2 separate regions of the Danio rerio genome follow, and region 2 is linked to region 1. Evidence: chromatin contacts called from public HiChIP or PLAC-seq data. All regions are on one chromosome and are shown on one strand. The core of a region is the stretch at or near the end of the contact, and the rest is flanking DNA. Distances in the headings are between cores, read along the strand shown. Region 1 holds the start of b3galt10.1 (beta-1,3-galactosyltransferase 10, tandem duplicate 1). Region 2 holds the start of crebbpa (CREB binding protein a).

The links. HiChIP or PLAC-seq counts read pairs in DNA pulled down with a chosen protein or histone mark.
Region 2: a contact with region 1 is called in an H3K4me3 HiChIP or PLAC-seq map of gastrula embryo, with 4 times the contacts expected there. The contact joins the promoter of crebbpa here to the promoter of b3galt10.1 in region 1. A contact is called at or near these places in 3 of 18 Hi-C or Micro-C datasets (caudal fin, fibroblasts and an unstated tissue) and 2 of 4 datasets of contacts at active chromatin or transcription factors (embryo and gastrula embryo).

What each region holds. Positions count from the first base shown.
Region 1 is chr22:27,267,623-27,270,573 of GRCz12tu, forward strand. b3galt10.1 (beta-1,3-galactosyltransferase 10, tandem duplicate 1) reads right to left here and starts at 1,445. Exons shown (of 2, transcript NM_001128799.1): 1 at 1,374-1,445. The coding sequence starts at 1,408. It overlaps glis2a (GLIS family zinc finger 2a), which reads right to left. Exons shown (of 7, transcript XM_073937743.1): 7 at 1,735-2,951.
Region 2 is chr22:27,418,020-27,420,970 of GRCz12tu, forward strand. It overlaps crebbpa (CREB binding protein a), which reads left to right and starts at 1,569. Exons shown (of 30, transcript XM_005161771.6): 1 at 1,569-2,383. The coding sequence starts at 2,305. LOC141380291 (a long non-coding RNA gene) reads right to left here and starts at 2,249. Exons shown (of 4, transcript XR_012398065.1): 1 at 1,355-2,249.

The DNA.
Region 1 (2,951 bases), core at 195-2,694:
ATAAACAACTGTAAATGTGGGGGGGGGAATTATTTAACATTTTTAGATCAAATATTTTCTCAAACTTATCAGTGCTTCAGATCTCAGTGAAATGACTTGAATTATGGATTATGGCCACACATTTTATAGATCAATTTATTTTGAAACAAGTTAATGTTATAGAACAGGGGTGTCCAAACTCGGTACTGCAGGACCTGTGTTATAAAGAGTATCTTTGACCCTAATCAAACACCCCTGAACCAGCTAATCAAGCTCTATACTAGAGATTTCATGGCAGGTGTGTCGAAGCCAGTTAGAGCTAAACTGACACTGACTCTCCAGGACCGAGTTTGGACAACCCTGTTATAGAATAAGGAACACGCCTACAAACAACAACAGTAAAATAATATATTTCGATTATAAAACGATGGAAAAAATACTGACTAATTTGAAGACTAAGAAATCGTGATTCATAGCTGTATCATTCATTTTATTTGCATAAACTATTGTTATGGCCATATATGGCCAAATATCCATTATTTAAATCATTAAAATCACGCTAATAAAGGGTGAAAGAAATAGCCTAATGACTTTTGACAGGAAAGTTGCAATTGATAGGCACATATAAAGACGAAACCGTTTAGGTTAGTGAATTTGATTATTTCCTCACCTCAGATGTTAAAAATAGCGATGTAATATTACACGTTAATACACGTTTCACTTACAGGACATGTGACATTATCCGCTGACTAATAGAAAGCATCTTGGTTTAAATTCGCTGAGGTGTTTTTCACACGCTGATTATATACAGTGGATCTTTTTTTTTTTTTTTTGCTAATAGAGCATGTATGCTAAATAATTTAGTGAACACATCACTGTCATAAACTTTGGACAAAATAACGTTTTGAAGAGCTTTTTGACCAAGGTTTCATTCACATTAAATCAATCAAATCATACGTTATACTATACATTAGCATGAGCAGCACTTTACTTAAAGGGACAGTTCGCCCATATATAATTTACACAATCTTTACTAGTTTCAAATCTTCATAAGTTTCTTCTGGTGAACACAAAGGAAGATATTTTGAAGAAAGCTTCACATATTTAACCACTGACTTCCATAGTATCGCCTTTGTTGTCCTCATAAAAAACTCATAAAAGTTTGAAATCATATTGGTGGATTATGCATTAATAGGCTATGTAAATTACATTCAAAATTAAGTATAATAGTATTAGATACAAGTACATGCTTTTGTAGTTTATACAGTGTATTCAGCATATGCATACTGTACATTTAGTAGTTTACCATATCATTAAATTATAATAGAACAATCAGATACACATATGTTCACACGTTTCTACTTTTAATAAAAGACAAATAAGTGTCAACTCACCTCTTCCAGCCATTTCTGAAAAGTCTCCACTCCATGTCTTGGTGTATGTGTGTGTGCATCTGGATTCAGGCCAATGGTCCTTTTAGCTGAACACCTGGGACTTAAAGCTGCCTTAGTGTTACAGTTGTCCCACCTCCTCCCACCTCATACAGGTGTTCACTATAGATGGGGGGCTGGGATGGTGGAGTTCTATAATGGCCATTTCCAAAAACTCCACAATTTTACCATAAATGGTTAATGCAAATCAGTCAATGTTCATATGCAAACTCTGCTTCAGGTGATTGATGTGTTTAACCCTCAGGTTAAATTAAACATAAGCTTTAAAAACCCCTTTGGAATAAAATAACACACTTCACAGTTATGTCATTGCACTCTTTATTAGACTGATGCGTCATAGTCACCTATTTCATAAATTTCATTCCAGTCACATTGACAGACGTCTTGTGTTATGGTAAGAGACATTAGCATTAGCTAAGATTCATGAGGCATTAGCCTCAACGTCAAGAAAGTGTAAAAAGAAAAAAGAAGACTGAAGTAAATCTGGTAAAATATACATACATGAACTGACAATATACATCCCAATGTATTTCATACATTGTATTTCGTCAATAATGACATAACAATAGAAGGCACTTGGTACTGGTAAAAATATGTTCGATAAAATATTCTGTGCAAATATATTTCATTAAAACACTTGTGCTGGCCCAGACAGGCCGTAGTCTTAGCATTTATCTCCACTGTGTATGGCAAATATAAAATCAGAGCTATACAACATTACATACAGGACTCCCGGTGCAAAACCAGGCTCCGGTTTTACATTTAACTGAGAAAGCATCCATGCATCAAGGTTAATGTCACAGAACATAATAATGAATAACAAACAGCGGAGTCCAAGTGGACTCATGTCATCATATGACACAGTTTTGACACAGTCAATGTCTCGTCTTCAAAAATGTACATGACGTAGCAAATTTGCACCATTAAATGGCTAATAATAATAAAAGTTCAAGCTGATGATTACTTAAAGCAATCAAGGTGCACGTCTACACAGACAAAAGTATTACTTAAATGACCCAAATATGTTACTTCTTGATAAACAGTGCTATTAAAACTTGCACACAAGCAAGTCTTAAACACATTACAATAGAGGCCATGTGGGTTATGAGTTTTTCATATTATTTTCATTTAAAAAAATCTTTTTAGAAGCTCATTTTACTCCATTTACTTATATCTATATCAAAAGATGATGTATCCTTTTCGTATTGCATCCTGTTCTCTTTGTTTGACCACTGTGGGTCAAATTTCCAAGCCAATGCAGCTGTCATTACACACCACGAGACTAATTTAAACAAACAAAGGTGCAGATTAGGAATTAGGAAGCTCTGCCCTCTAAGCAGTTCTCGTCAGACGTCACATAACGTTTATTGACATCTTTTATGGCATTCTGATTTATACAGTGTACAGATGGTGAATGAATATTGGTGTCAGGAATCAATATTTAAATTCTGCAACACTGCGTAATGTTGCATATTTAAACACACCGTGTTTATCTTGCTCATTGTTTAGATTATCCCACAT
Region 2 (2,951 bases), core at 319-2,818, 150 kb after region 1:
GACATTTTTTGGTATTTTAGCTGTATATTTTTTTTCGATAGTCTACAGAACAAACCATCATTATACTATAACTTGCCTAATTTTCCTAACCTGCCTAATTAACCTAGTTTAGCCTTTAAATTTCACTTTTAGCTGTATAGAATTGTCTTAAAAAGTATCTGGTAAAATATTTACTGTCATCATGGCAAAGATAAAATAAATCAATGATTAGAAATGAGTTATTAAAACTATTTTGTTTAGAAATGTGTTGAAAAAATATTTTCTTTGTTAAACAGAAATTGGTGAAAATAATAAACGGGGGGGGGGGGGGGGGGGGGGGACTAATAATTCTGACCTCAACTGTATATGAAATAAAAAAATATATATAATTTTTTTACAATGCAAATCCATTTAGATCCACTTATTGGGTAAACAAAGCAAGTCTACCATATTATAACTCTACTAAAAGACAGAAAATAATACTTTACAAACTGTATTGTTAATAAATCATAAGAACATTTTTATATTAATCAATATTATTATTGAAATTAAATGAAAAAAATGAATAAGTATAAAATTGCACACATTCACACACAAACACACACACACACACACACACAAACTCAATAATGGGCTTAAAATCGGCGGAAATCTGTGGATTGCTGTGCGTGCAGATTCTGTGTGGGCCTAGCCATAACTCATTATTAGCAATTAATTACTTTTGTCGTACATTAGATGTTTTAGTGTCGTGTAAGTTCGATGTGAGGTCAAAAAAAATACATTTATATATTTATATATATACTTCAAAGCATACAAAAATATACTAATATGTTGTTTCCTATAACAGTTTAATTTATATATTTACAATTGATATAAAATTCTGTGGGCATCTTCTGCTTAAGACATATGCTGGACAAGTTGGTGGTTCATTCCGCTGTGGCAACCCCAGATTAATAAAGGGACTAAGCTGAAAAGAAAATGAATGAATTAATTCTGTTTCTGTTAGTGTATTTAACGTGACTTTAAATACATGTCAGAGAGCTTTTCAACCAGAGATGACCAAACTAGGGCCTGGGGACCAACGTTGGCCCATGGTGACCTTTGATTTGGCCCGCCATCTTATCTAAGAAGTAAGGGAGAGTGATGTTGATGGTTTTGAGATTGTCAATTCAAGTTTAATGTAACCTTTTTTATCCACTGTGTTATAAATGTGATTGTTTATGTTTTTTATTGCAATGAGTTATTTAAAAAGTTATACTGCATTAGTTAATACGATTTAAAATAATGTTTTCTATTTATTTTAAATATTATTAAATAAATCAGTAAATTATTCACGGCAACGTTAATGTAATATACAGTAGTTTGGTATATTTACCTTCAGGCCACGGCTCTCAATGATATTTGGCTTTTGGTTCTTCGTAGGATAAAGTTAGGGCATCCCTGTTTTCAAGCAGCTCATTCGTGGTCGTATACTGCCTCCAGTGGCCGCTCTGCGCGTTCACAACAGGTTTGACGTAGGGCGTGATTGCGCCGCGCGCTCCCCCTCCCCCTCGGCTCCGTCTATCTGGAAAAAGAAAAAAAAACTTTTTGTATCGAAGGAATCAACAGCCGCCATCTTGTCGCGGCTCGGAATCAGGATTTCGATAGAGCACTATTTTTTATTTTTGAACACGGAGCATTCAAATCGAGCTTTGACGACCCCGTTCAGCGGAAAATGACACCTTTATAACGGCGCGGAGGAATTTTTGGCGGAAAACCCTGGATTTAATCGGCGTGCGTCGGCCACAAAACCCTCGTATATCTGGTTTCCCCTTCAGAGCGGCGCTTGCGTCCGTATTTCGCTCCGAGCTGTTATTGTTTACCGGACGCTTTTGGAGGACAGGCAGCGCCGAGGAGACTATTTTGCAAAAATATCTCATTTTTATGCAACCGTGCATTTTCACAAGAAGCCAGAGGATTTTTGCACGGAAAAAATTGACGTCAGAAAATGGATCGTGTGCCGTTGCAAAATTAACGACGCTCAAGCGCGCAGACTCCTATGGTTATTTTATTTGGGATTTTGCGTTGAATTCGCGGAAAGGAGGCGTTTTCTCTCGGTAATATAACGATGATAATGTGGGTGTTGGGTGTTGGATTATCATGGGGTGAATGGTGGTGGCGACGCGGGGCGCTGTTGCTGCTTTTTTGAGAAAATCCTCCGCCGAGCCGCTCCACACTCCCCACGTCTTTCAAAAGTAAGGTAATATCTGTTTTTTTCCGACGAAAGGATCCTTCACTTTGCATTTTTGACCCACAACACTCAGCCAGAAGTTCACTTGAATCGCAATGGCTGAAAATGTGCTCGACGTCGGCCCTCCCAATGCGAAGCGGGCGAAGCTGACAGCACCTGCTCCAGACGCACCAGGTAAAGTCCAGCAGGCCTGATCCCAAAACCTGCAAAATAAGATCATAGTAAATTCTCTCTAAGCACTGTAACACACGCCATGTGCCTCGCAGCTGTCCGATGAGCCGAGAAACAGTTCAGTTAGTTGGTTTACTGCACCCCAAAATAAAGTTTCAGTCATCATTTGCTCACCCGCATGCTGTTCAAAACTAGTTTGAGACTAAAGGAGAAATGAACTTTAACGTCACTTTATTTTCAACAGTGAGAGTGTATTGCCACTCACATCATTCTTTATGAGATGTAACAATTTTCCTTTACTCCTGTGTAGTGTTTGTAGCGTAGTTGCTAATACAGTTAGCATGTCAAGAGTAGCATTGCTTTGCATCCGAAGTTTAGACAATGACGTTTGATTGACACGCACTTTGGAAAAGGTTGTGTCAAACTTGTGTGCATGTGAGTGTAGGTGAACTCCTCTAATGTCAGTTTTATAATGTATTGCATCATTCACGTCGTGAAAGCACATCTGACGTTATCCAGTAGAGCAGCACATGGAATCGAAAGTGCACGAAGTAAGGGGACAGATGCGTCA